Regions from separate parts of the Oryctolagus cuniculus genome. Here region 2 is linked to region 1. The links are chromatin contacts, called in public Hi-C maps. All regions are on one chromosome and are shown on one strand. The core of a region is the stretch at or near the end of the contact, and the rest is flanking DNA. Distances in the headings are between cores, read along the strand shown. Region 1 has its middle 150 kb from the start of TBL1XR1. Region 2 has its middle 94 kb from the start of TBL1XR1.

Region 1 (6,461 bases), core at 3,502-6,001:
GTGATCAATTATATCAGATGCTGCTGATAGGTTAACTAGGATGAGCCTAAAAACTATTGGATTTAGCAAAATGGAGGGCATCCATAGCCTTGAGAGAAGCAGTTTTACTAGAGTGGTTGGGGCAAATGCTTGCTTGGAAATAAACCAGAGAATATAGGAGAAGAGTGAAGGCGGTGCGTCTCCACAACTCTTCGGAGGCCTGTCTAGTGGGAGAGGAAGCAGAACACTGAGGCAGCAGCTTCACCAGCAACTGGACTCAGCAGAGGTTTCTCCCAATATACCAGGTGGTCTGATACCGTCCTGCCTTTGTAAAAAGCCCTTCTCCTCCAGTCTATCTGGTGAACTTTCACTTCTTGAGAAGCTAATGTGAGCATATCTATACTGAACTTTATTACTGTCTGCATTGATTCTTCAAAATAGGACTTACTGTAGCCAGTGCTGTGGTGGTGTGGGATAAGCTGCAGTACACAGTGCTGGCATCCCATATGGGCACCCATTTGAGTCCCAGATGTTCCACTTCCGATCTCGCTCCCTACTAATGTGTCTGGGAAAACAGCGGAAGATGACCCAAGTGCTTGGGCCCCTGCATCCACATGGGAGACCCGGATGAGGCTCCTGGCCCCTTGCTTCAGTCTGGTCCAGTCCTGCCCATTGTGGCCATTTGGGTAATGAATCATCAGATGGAATCTCTCTCTCTCTCTCTGTCTCCCTCCCCACATTTCAAGTAAATAAACAAATATTTTTAAAGGACTTAGTGTGTGCCTGTTATGAAATAAGACACTCATCAATGAACAGTGAGGAAGCCTGACAAGATCTCTGTCTTCTTGGAGGTCACCATCCAATGGGGGAGACCAAGACTACAGAAGTAAACAAAGAAAAAAAGTAACTGATCGCTACAGATCATGAGGAGAGTTGTGCAGGCCACAGACTGCGTGGTGGATAGAATGTGAGCTGTGGTAGCCCTGGGAGGCCTCTCTGGGAAGGTGATCACTGAAATGAAACCAGATGGACACTGCTATGACTTGGATGTTTGAGTATCCTCAGATTCCTATGTTGAAGCCTTAATCCTCAATGTGATGGTATTTGGGGGTGGGGCCTTTGAGAAGTGATCAGGTCATGAGGGTGGAGCCTTCAGTAATGGGATTCTCTCCCTGTGAGGACACAGCTGAAGTATATCCACTTGCAATCCATAAAAAGGGCCCTCATCAAGACCCAGGTCAGCTGGTGCCTGGATCTTTGTTACAGCAGCTTGAGCTGACTTAGACACATATGAAAGAGCAAGTCTCAGGAAGGCCCAGGAAAATCCTCCAGGCAGAGGGAACGTACTCTGGTGGTGGGTAACAAATAGGCGTCTCACAGGGTAGCTGTGGCCTGAGCTGGGGCCAGTGAATGCTTAAATGGAGCAGGTGACCCGACGCCTGACTTTACGCTCAGTGAAATAGAATTTTAGCAGGGGTGCTTGGAGCGTGGGAAGATGAGGCTGGCTTTGTCAAACACTGGCTGTGTACATGGTGACAGGTGCATGGCAGGACACAGGTATGTTTTGGAGGTAAACCAGTCAGCAGATAGGAATGTAGTGAATCAAAGAAAAGAACAAACTAGCCGGCACCGTGGCTCAATAGGCTAATCCTCCGCCTTACGGCGCTGGCACACCGGGTTCTAGTCCCAGTTAGGGCGCCAGATTCTGTCCCGGTTGCCCCTTTTCCAGGCCAGCTCTCTGCTGTGGCCAGGGAGTGCAGTGGAGGATGGCCCAAGTGCTTGGGCCCTGCACCCCATGGGAGACCAGGAGAAGGACCTGGCTCCTGCCTTTGGATCAGCGTGGTGTGCTGGCTGCAGCGCACCGGCCGTGGCGGCCATTGGAGGGTGAACCAACGGCAAAAGGAAGACCTGTCTCTCTCTCTCTCTCTTTCACTGTCCACTCTGTCAAAAAAAAACAAAACAAAAAACAAAACAAAAAACTAAAACTTGTGTTCTTGGTATGAGCAGCCAGGTGGACGTGGAACCATTATCTAGGAAAGTGTTCATGACAGGCTAGGGGGCTACCGGTAGGTTTTAGGACTTACTCCTCTTCAGCCCTGCAAACGTGTCTAACGTTGGCTTCTTTCTTTCCGGCTTTGTTCTTCATTATTTGATAAGTTGTTAGAGAGTCTGGCCTCTTTTTTTTTTTTTTTTTTTTTTAGAAACCATTTGTTTGTTAAGTACAACTTTCTTTTTTTTTTTTTTTTTTTTTTTTTTTTTTTTTTTTTTTTGACAGGCAGAGAGGACAGTGAGAGAGAGAGACAGAGAGAAAGGTCTTCCTTTGCCGTTGGTTCACCCTCCAATGGCCGCCGCTGCAGCCGGCGCACCGCGCTGATCCTGGCAGGAGCCAGGAGCCAGGTGCTTTTCCTGGTCTCCCATGGGGTGCAGGGCCCAAGCACCTGGGCCATCCTCCACTGCACTCCCTGGCCATAGCAGAGAGCTGGCCTGGAAGAGGGGCAACCGGGACAGAATCCGGCGCCCCAACCGGGACTAGAACCCGGTGTGCCGGCGCCGCAAGGTGGAGGATTAGCCTATTGAGCCACGGCGCCGGCTCTAAGTACAACTTTCTAAGTACAACTTTAGGAATATAGAGGTTCTTCCCACCATAACCACCCTCCCACCCCACCTCCTCCTCCCTCTCCCATTCCCAGTCCCGTCCTTTTATACTCCCCTCTGTAGCTCTGAGCCCAGCAGAGTGCTTTCGGAACACATGGGTTGCACCAACAGTTCCTGGCTGCACCTCCCAGGTGCTACCGGTTGAGGGGTCAGCTGCTGGATGGCAGGGCCCCTCCCAGAAGCACCAAGGGCCTCACACGCTGCGCCCTGTCCTGTCTGTCTTATTAAAGCAAGAGAGGGTGTGCACGATAAGGCAGGGTGGGACCCTTGACTCACAGACTCACAATTAGCAGGCTTTTGTCTTTGAATCTGACTGGAAGTGACTCATGGGCTGGAAAAAAACCTGTTGGAAACAAATGAGGGGGAAAAAAAAGGAGGTTAAGCCAGTGCTGCATTTCATGCTCAGATAAAATGCAGATCTGCTGTCCCATAAACGTTGACTACTGTACACTACCTCAGCCTCCTTCCAACAAAACCCAGGGGGACTTATTAAGCGCGACAATTCACTCATTTTCTCCAAGATTTTTATTAAATGCAATTTAGAGGGGATAAAGTTTCCTTCTTTCTCTTCACTCGAATGAACCCTAATTACCACTAGGGTGGAATAAGATGGGCTTCTTGAAGTCCGCCGCGATGAGTATTGCTTCCCCTTTAAATTAACCCGCCAGTCTCTTGTTCAAAAAGCCAGCGGTGCACTTCCTGTCCACACAGACTTGGCTCCATGCATTTTAAAGAGCATTTATTAAGCACCTGGTGATGGGGCACTGACAACTATATAGCCTGTGCAGGACAAAAGACACAGCTTTGCCTGGGGGTGGGGGTGGGGTTTACTGTGGGGGGTGGGGAGTGAGTTTTGCACTAAGATTCTGTGCAAGTTAAGACTAACAAAAGCCATTTTGGACTGCTTGGGGGTTGCAAGTAACAAAACACCAATCAGGTTAAGCAGTAGGGAGAATGTGTAGGTGGTCACAAGTCATCCGTGGCAGGCAGCATGCACCAACCGCCAATTCCATCAGCCCCCACTGGGCTCTGTCCCTGCCCCCAGCCCTGCCTTCACACACGCTGGGAAACAGCTCATACACAAGGTTCCTAAATACACCAACTTGCAGTTTTAGCCCTGGGCAGAAACTGTGTTTTTTCACTTCCAGTTTCAAAATCCCCCCCAAGAAAACCTGTGTTGTGTCAGGTCTTTGCTCGCGGACTCCCTGCCTGCCACAAGGTTGGGGAAGGGCAGCGACTGGTACAGCTTAGGTCGGAGGCTCCCTGCCCACTCTCTCTCGGCGCCGACAAAGCGGCTCCTGCTGTAACTGCGGGTGTGGGGCGCCACTAAGCCAGGAGTGGAGGGGGAAGGGCTGAGGACGCCGGGCTGCCGGTGCGTTTTCAGAAACCACCGCAGGGGCTCTGGCCTCACCGGCCGCCCAGGACTGGACTCTGGGCAAGCCAGTCCCTTGCGAAATCTGGATTTCACTGAATCCTCACGACGGTCACTGAGGGGCCTGGCTGCTGCCCCCATTTCACAGATGCGGGCCTCAGAGACGTTGAGCACCCGGCCCACACTTAGGCAGCTAAGAAGCCCACAGAGCAGGATTCTGCTTCCAGGCGCTTCCAAGTCTCTGGGCTGCTGGCACCACCCAGGGCGCGCACCCACCCAGCTCAGCGGGGAGGAGAAGGCCGGCCCTGGGGGAGGGGCAGCCCGACACCGCGGGTTGGGCCGGGGTCCCACCCGGGCCCGAGGCGTGCAGGGATGCGGCCTGAGGAGCCCACGCCGAGCAGGGCGCGGGGTGGGGGGAGGGGTGCTCGGGGCCTGAATGCAAGGCCCCGGCACCGCAGGCAAGGCCACGCCCTGGTTGGGAGAGCGTCCCTCCAGATCCCGGCCTTTAACTGCAATCCCATTTAAGGACAACCCGGCCCGGTTCACACCTAGCCTTGAAGATGACAGATGGCTCTGTGGTCCATTTGCAGGGTGAGAACGGGAGCCTATAACTCTGCACCTGCACTGCCGGCTCCATAAACCAAGCAGATCGTGGCCCATAAAATGCCACCGCCGCTGAGGCGCAAAATCCAAGCGGTCACCTGGAGAAGGAAGTCCGCCACGGAGAGCGCCCCGGGACCCCGCACCCACGGGGGAGGCTGGGCACGCGGGTGGGGGATGGGCGCAGGCGGCCTCCCCTCCCCCCACCCCGTGCCTCCGCTCCCGGCTTTGTAGCCCTGCTCTGCCACGTGGTAAAAGCTTCCGGAGGGCGGGGGGTGGAGGGGGCGGCATCAGTTATTTCTGCCTGAAGAGTTTTTGACCAAACGTAAGCGTCGGAGGAGCGGGAGCCCGAACCCCCCACCCCGCCACCCCCCAAGCCCCAGCGGCTGCGACCCCGACGCGGCGGCGGCAGAGCCCCAGCGCCGAGCGGCTGCAAGGCGCCCCTCCCCCGCCGCGCCCGCGAGCCCATTTTCGCTTGGCCGGTCCCCGCGCTGCCGGATGGATCGCGCCCCACCCCCGCTCCTCTGCTCAGTCATTCAGACTTGGAAAGTCAATAACACGCTGACATCATCAGGGGTTTGTGTATTATTACACGGCTACTTTCCAGAGTACCTGGCATTCTCTAAGAGAGGAGCACTCTGGCTGCCCAAGAAAGGGCCCTGAACTGGGAGCCTGGAGGCCTCGGGCGGGGCGGCTGCTCGGAGCAAGGCTCGGTGCTCGGCGGGGAGCGTCTTCTGGGCACCAATTAGGAGCAGATCCTCAGCTTCTGCTGCGCTGGATGCAGATGCACTTTAGATATCGATACAGCCTTCACTGTGGCTTGGGGGCACACTTATAAATCATCCTTAAGTGACCTGTGTTTCTACCAGAGACATCCAGAAGCATTTTCAGTGATCTTTGCATAGGAAAAAAAGAAAGGCATCTTCTAGGCCCAGGAGCCCAAAGCTGATTCTTCTGAGCCTCTCGGGGTTTGCCTGTGCGAGTCTCTTATGTAATCGCCATCACGGCTGATTAGGTCTTCCTGGTCTCTTCCTCCCTCCAGGGCTGAGCTGGGTGGTTTGGTGGCTGTGTTTTTCTTTAAGCCGCATGCTGGGCAAACACACATCCATAGGAAACACATCCCAGATCCACGGTGCAGGCTGCTCCCCCAACGGCTCCCTTGTGCAGAGTGGCTCAGTTTTTTTTTGGGGGGGGGGAGGGAAGTAGATTAATTTGTTGTTAATTAAGACTCCTTTATGTTGCTACTCTGGCATTTCCTTTTCCTAGAACGAGTTTTTAAAGATAATTTCATGTATTTTAGATGATCCCCCCCTCCTCTTGGCTGTGGTACTTGAAACAGCTTATATAATGACTTAACTATCGATTACTGTTCTGTTCATACACACACCTGAGTTTAAAAAAACAGCCGTAAAACTTAGACAACGCTGTACCTTCTCTATTTGGCCAAACAGGCGATTTCTTTCTTCACACACACACACACACACACACACACACACACACACACACACAGGGCTGACTGACCTCATTTGAGATTTTCTTAGTATCTTAAGTGGCAAAAAATGGCAGCCAGCCCTGAGCTGGCTGCCCAGAGAAGTACAAGGGCAGAGCTGTTCTTGCCTGGCCCCATCCTACCCTGGGAACCTCAGGCCCAGCGCCATAGGCAGTGATAGAAACACCCCCCCTCCCGCCGGAAGCGAAGCAGACTCGGGTCTCAACAATGTAACAATTTCCCTATGTGCACTTGATCGGTTCAGGAGAATTTGTAGTCGGTTATGACTGCTTCCTTCCAGATGGTCCGAAGGAAAACTCTCCCACCAGGCTTGCACTTCTAAAAATCACTTCCCCAGGCCTGTCC
Region 2 (6,618 bases), core at 2,805-5,304, 57 kb before region 1:
CACAGTCTCCTCATCACCCAAAGCAAATCTGCTTGAATTTGCTGAGCTGATTGGGCTTCTATATTAGGTTCATTTAGATAAAATATTCAGTACCAGTTTTTCAAAAATTGAAAAGTACCACACTAAATGATTTCTAAAGCACTTACAGCTCTGAGATACCAAGTGTGTCTGCAGTGGCAATGCCAACAGCACAGATCATTAGCACAGAAAAGAGCACCAGGGGCCTTAGGATGCAGGCCACATTTTGAGGCCTAGTTTTTTAGTATTGACTCCTGCTGTTCAAGCCTGCTGCCCTCCCTGTCGTGGGCTGACATTTAAGCAGAGAAGAAATAATTGTGATTTCTTCATGGATATACCACTCAACTCAGAGAAAAAAATAAACCCCAAAGGTCATTGTGCAGACAAAATAGTAGCTGGTTAATTGCCTAAATTTCCCCCTTTTCACGAATTATTTTGGTATGAAGTAGCTATACGTAAATAGAAGTCCTATTGAGTGACCTGGCATAAGACCAGTTGTACATTCAAAAGCAGGTGTAGCCAGCAACAAGCCAAGTTGTGGAGGAGAGCATGCCAGCATTTAGACACCACTTTCCCTATTTGGACACAGCACTACAACATCTTCAGAAACAAGCATCTGTTTACAAATGAACATAACCCCTAGCTTCTGTGCACCTTCCAACCTGGGCAAACGGCTGCCAGAGATGTATGTGGCAAAACTTGGGTTCAAGTCCAGCTCTGTGCTTACTGTATACTTTGGACACATCAGCCATCTTATCTAAAGTGGGGGATAATAATATCTACTTTGCAGTACTGCTGTGAAGATTAAATACGCTAATGCATGTGAAAGCATTTTGTAAGTAGCACAAAGTCTTACAAATGTAAAGGTACATTTATCACAATAATAGCATCATAGTCAAGCAAACAACATTAGCAAAAAACACGATTACAGTCACAAGCTATAGAAATGCTTTTGTATATAATCAGACAATATGCGTTTATTAACATATCCATTTCTTCCTTCACTCACTAGTTCCTGCCTGTACAGCGCTAGTCCCTGGGGGAGATAAGAAGTAAATGAAAGGGGAATGGTTAGATAAAAAATGCATTTAGGGCTTGATGACCAAACAGTTCAATGTCTATGGAGCCAGGAAGTGCATTCTTCTCTGTGAGGACACAGAGTCTGAAGACTCTGTTTCTCCGTGGAGGGGAGACAGCGGCTCAGTAAAATCCAGAGTAGCTGCCAGCTTGGCAAATGGAAGCTGACTGAAGGCAGATTTGATCACTCAAGGCCTTTCCAGAAAACTCATTGCTCTTTCCATTCCCACCAACTGCACCCAATCATGTTTTGCTTGATGCTTACTTGTCTCCTAACTGCCCTGCAGAAATTACATAGTACCTGAGACAAGTGCAATTTGGCTTTTCAGAGTAGAAGACAAGGCTTGTAGACCACCGGACTCGTAGACTAGCACAGTGATGATCCTCGGCGCCTCTCTCCCACAGTAAGTGAAGGAAAAATGACTTTTTAAAATAAAAAACTTGAAGTCAGTGTGCCTCCATGGACTATGTCCTTTCAATTTTATTTGTTTATTTTAAGAGTTTATTTATTTGAAAGGCAGAGTTAGAATGAGAGACACAGAGACTGAGATCTTCTATCCTCTGGTTCATTCCCCAAGTGGCTGCATTGGTTAAGGCTAAGCCAGGCCAAATCCAGGAGCCAGAAGCTTCTTCAGGGTCTCTCACGTGGATGCAGGGACCCCAGCACTTGGGCCATCTTCCCCTGCTTTCCCAGGCCATCAGCAGGGAGGTGGAACAAAGGTGAAGCAGCCAGAACTTGATCTGGCGGCGTGATGGGATGCTGGCCTCACAGACGTCTGCTCTACCCACTATGCCACAATGTCAGCCCTCCTTTCAACTTTAGTAGAACACATAGGGGCCAGCACTATGGTATAGTAGGCTAAGCTTCTGCCTGTGGCACCAGCATCCCCTGTGGGCGCTGGTTCATGCCCCAGCTGCTTCTCTTCTGATCCAGCTCCCTGCTATGGCCTGGGTAACAGTGGAAGATGGCCCAAGTCCTTGGACCCCTGCACCCATGTGGGAGACCTAGAAGAAGCTCCTGGCTCCGGGCTTCGGATGGGCCCAGCTCTGGCCATTGTGGCCATTTTGGGAGTGAACCAGCAGATGGAAGACCTCTCTCTCTCTTTCTCTCTCTCTCTCTCTAACTCTACCTCTTAAATACATAAAATCTTTAAAAAGCAAAAAAACAAAACACAAATGATTTAGTATGAATATATGATTATTTTGAGAAAATCGACAACCCGAGACAGCTTTAAGCAGTGGAAATAATGGACCTGTTGTGAGTTGTAGAGTTAACTGGACTGCCACACCCTGTGACTCACGGGTGATATGTTGTGCCCTGCTATACTGGGCCCTCATCTCCCACATACCACTCACTGAGGTCTGCACTTGCGGTTTTTTTTAAACTTACTTCCCTTGCTTTTAATAATCACAAATAAAAATAAAGTCAAGAGTGACCACATACTCTCCTATAGGAGGTTGGAATTGGAAGGAAGCTAGAGTTTTTAGTCCAAGAGAAGCACTTTCCTTTGATCTCTCTCCCTTCTTTCAGAAATGGTGACAATGAAGATTAAAGTCTTTTCTGGAGGGCTTTTAAGAGCATTGCATGTATTTTGCAACCGAAAGAGTTCAAGCAAGGATAGAGGGCGAGTTTTCCTGCTTGGGGAAGAAGCTGATTACAACACCCTTGCCTCTGAGCCCCAGTAAAATGCCCCTTGACCTGCTCTGACTTTCTCTGTGCCTTTGGCACGGATTTGTCCCAGGGACTCCTGTTGAGAGAGCCACCTGGTGTGTATTTTTTCTTTGTGTGTTAGATAGACTTTCAGACAGCATGGGGCACTGAAGTGTGTGCCTTGTGGCTTGTTACAGAAAGAGTCCTCAGAGAAAGACTGCACCCTGTTCCATAGCCTTGTGGGAGCAGCAGTCCTGTTGCTGTGGACACTGTTTTACCCAGCCCTGTGTTGACACCTGTGTCTTTGTTTCCTGGTGCTTTGTAATCTCAATTTGTTTGCTTATCCAGCTGTTTTCCTCAGCGTTTGGATATAGACAAAATGTGTAGTATTTTACTACTCTAATACTGTAACATACCATTCTCTTCAAATCCTTTAATCTATGGGAGAGAGATAGAGAGAGCAAGAAAGAGAGAGATCTTCCATCTACTGGTTCACTTTCTCAATGACTGCAATGGCAGGGGTTGGGCCAGGCCAAAGCCAGGAGCCTCAGCCGAGTCTCCCATATGAGTGGCAAAGGCTCAAGTACCATCTTCTGCTGCTTTCCTGGCACATTAGCAGGGAGCTGGATCAGAAATGGAACAGCCAGGACTCGAACCCCAGTGCTCATATGGTATGTCAGCATCCAAGGCAGTGGCTTAACCCACTGCACCACAATGACAGCCCCTGTATTCTTTTTAAAGGCAAAGTAATGAGACACTGATGCACAGATACGTAAGGGTTATGTGAAAAATCTTAGACATTTGTTTAGATTATGTATATCTGATGACCAATGACCTTCAAAAATGAGTGACCTTATAATAAATCTCCAATAATTTTGAGACCAAGGTTATCCTAAATAGACCATGGTCACATACAACCCTCCTCCCCCAACTAGCTTTAGCCTAAGGTAATTTCTATCAATGACCCGTTTTGTTCTTCATACCATTATCAATGCTGTGTAAGAGAACCAAGGCTTAGAGACAAGAGCTGTGCCCAGGGTCACTCAGGGAGCACAGGAAGCAGCTGGAGCTTGAAGCCAGGTTTCTCCCAGTGGAGCTCCAGGGGCTGCCCAAATGATACAAGCTTCATCTATTTCTCCGAGAGTCATGGGATGTGGCCCAGACCACGTGGCAATGAATCCACGGGGATAGGTATTAAGGGACCATGATTTGGCCACAATGTTGCTGCCTACAACAATGATATCCTGGGTAAATTCTCTTTCCTCATCTAGGCTTCAGGTTCCTCATTTCTAACAGCAAGGACTGCTGTCAGTGGGGAAGGCTCTCTGCAGCTGTTTCTAAGGTTTTGCAAATGTCTGACCTTTGACTCAACAATCTTTCTTAACTCTTGTTTTCAAATTCCTGAGTTCATCTATGTGGCATCTTAGTGGAAATGTTACAAATGTGAACTCAGAATACATTGTAGGAGAAATCTGCTGGGCAGAACCCACACAAAGATGTTGAAAACTAGTTTTGCAATCTTTACCCCTCACCTACTTTGGAATGAGAGATTAAGGTTCTAACCAAGAATGGTTAGAAGGAAGATTTTCAGATCTTTAGAGAGAGTTGTCAGGGTGCTGTTAGAGCCCTTTACCCACAACCAGCAATGAGGGCTTCAGGGAGACCACTTGGAGCACTTGGGTCCCCTGCAAGGGAGGGGAGGCAGTGGCCCAGCATCTAGCGATCAGAGCCAGAGGCTGTGCAGGTGAGATAAAGATGTATATTAGGGAGGCACAAGCCTTTTCATGAAAAATAGCAGCTGCATGTTTCTATGGACCTGTACATTCTAAGACAGAGGATGAGCTGGCTTGAGTTGCCTTAGATTCTGCCTCACCAGCCTAAGGCCAGGAAATCTCAGTAGAAAAAGGCTAGAGGTAGGGGCTGATGGAAGCATTAAGTCACCCACTTCAAGACATTCACACCGAATGTCACAAGAACAGCAAATGGAAGTCCATAGATGCCAGGGTCTCTCAAAACCCCACAGGAGAAAGAGGCAACATTTTACACATCTCAGGCTCAGAGAGCACCAGTGCTACCCACAGCAGCACCTTCAGGAAAACTTTTCTCCACCTTTCTCCTGACCTTCTAATCTGGCAGATGTGGGGGAGACTCCATCAATTAAAGGGAGCAAAACAGAAGAAGGTGGCAACCTAAAGAATGAACCAGCTCAAAGCCCTTCTCCTAGTACTGGAAGCCAGCCGAAAGCAGACTCACCCTGGGAGGGCAGCAGCATGGAGTTAACTCCCCAGATTGATAGCTGACCTGAAACTCTTTGAAGGTGAAGAGTGAGCAAAGGACTTTTCTTTTTTCTTTCTTAGATCTAAATGGGATCAGAAAAGGCTGGCACTAAGTTGCCTCCAAAGGAAGAGGAACACCAGCCCAAAGAATGGGCATGCACTGGCAGTGGGGGAGAAGCGCATAGCTATTTCCTGTTGTGTTTCCTGGATCCTGATTATTGAATATAATGGCTACATCTTTATGCTTAAAAATACTACTTTTCTTTGCTGCAGGTAAGTTGATTTGGCAAAGTGTTCAGTTTCAAAAGCTTGAAAACCACTAACACTGGACGTGGAAAGCCGCTTCTGACACTGTCATCAATACCAGTTATTGCAGAGTGGGAAGAAAGTAGCAGAATTCCCCCACTCCCAGCCACCTTGTGCTCATATCCTTTTGGGACCTATGGCATGAAGCAAAAGGAACTGAAGTTGGTTCCTTCTGCACAAAGAAAAGCCAAAGGTTTGCTCCTGGTCACCCTCACCTGTCCATCCACCTTCTGTCCTGCCCTGCCCCCCCAATAATAAATAGTACACTGGATTAGGGGTAAAGTAGAAGAAATAAAGAAAATGGGAGGAGGGGGTAATCAACATGAGTTTAAGGGACAGAAGAGGAAGGAGGAAGTGGAGAGAAAGGTGAGTGTGGACACAGAGCAGCCTTCCGGATCAGAAGGAGGGAGGGGAAAGAGGCCTGGGCGGGGGGCGGAGCTCGGGGACTGCCTCTCCATTTGCTCACTCCCAGAGCACCACCTCCAGCTCTGTCCCCTTCTCCGGGAACACCTCGCCTTCGTGGTGGCCAAGTGTCTTCTGGCTTTGTGCCGGTGCTCTGGTACTCCCCTACTACTGCCCCTTTCTGTGGGCCTGCTGATTTCCCACTTGTGCTCTTACCAGGGCCCCCTCCCCAAGGCTTGTTCTACATGCAGTCGGGGGAAACACGGAACAGGTTGCCTATGGTCACGGGCTAGAATATGGCCCATCTTCATTGGGATAGATTGTGTTTGCTGCCAAGTCATGTAATGTAGTTTTTTTTTTTTCTTTAAAGATGTATTTATTTCTCTGAGAAGTGGAGTTACAGAGGCACAGAGAAAAAGAGAGAGAGAGAGAGAGAGAGACCTTCCATCTGCTTGTTCACTCTTGCAAATGGCCACAACAGCTGGAGCTGGGCCAATCCGAAGCTAGGAGCCTGGAGCTTCTTCTGGGTCTCCCACGTAGATGCAGGGGCCCAAGGACTTGGCCATCTTCTACTGCTTTCCCAGGGTATAGCAGGGAGCTGGATGGGAATTAGAGAAGCTGGGACTCGAACTGGCACCCATATGGGGTGCCGGCACTGCAGGCAGCGGCTTTACCTGCTATACCACAGCACCAGTGCCTGTGATGTAGTTTTATATTAAGGCAAACTTGGGTATATAATGGTACTGAGTGTAAAACTCATATGAATATTAAAACCACCAGAACATTTGAAATCACTAGTGAGCTTTCAGCTACTTCAAGCAGATTCTCAGGGCTGTTAGTTCCTCCTGCTCTGCCACTAGAGGAATTGTCCTGGAAATGCTTGAGAAA

The links. Hi-C and Micro-C count contacts between places; a contact is called where the count stands out from the background.
Region 2: a Hi-C map of skin fibroblasts shows a contact between it and region 1, with 4 times the contacts expected there. The contact joins two enhancer-like sites. A contact is called at or near these places in 3 of 6 Hi-C or Micro-C datasets (ear pinna, skin fibroblasts and an unstated tissue).

What each region holds. Positions count from the first base shown.
Region 1 is chr4:102,565,616-102,572,076 of mOryCun1.1, reverse strand. No RefSeq gene overlaps it. Among named protein-coding and RNA genes, the nearest start is that of TBL1XR1, 150 kb to the left of the region's middle. Within about 2 kb of position 4,751, at least 4 of the 8 cell types and tissues checked have an H3K27ac peak or open chromatin away from gene starts, as enhancers often do.
Region 2 is chr4:102,621,452-102,628,069 of mOryCun1.1, reverse strand. No RefSeq gene overlaps it. Among named protein-coding and RNA genes, the nearest start is that of TBL1XR1, 94 kb to the left of the region's middle. Within about 2 kb of position 4,054, at least 2 of the 8 cell types and tissues checked have an H3K27ac peak or open chromatin away from gene starts, as enhancers often do.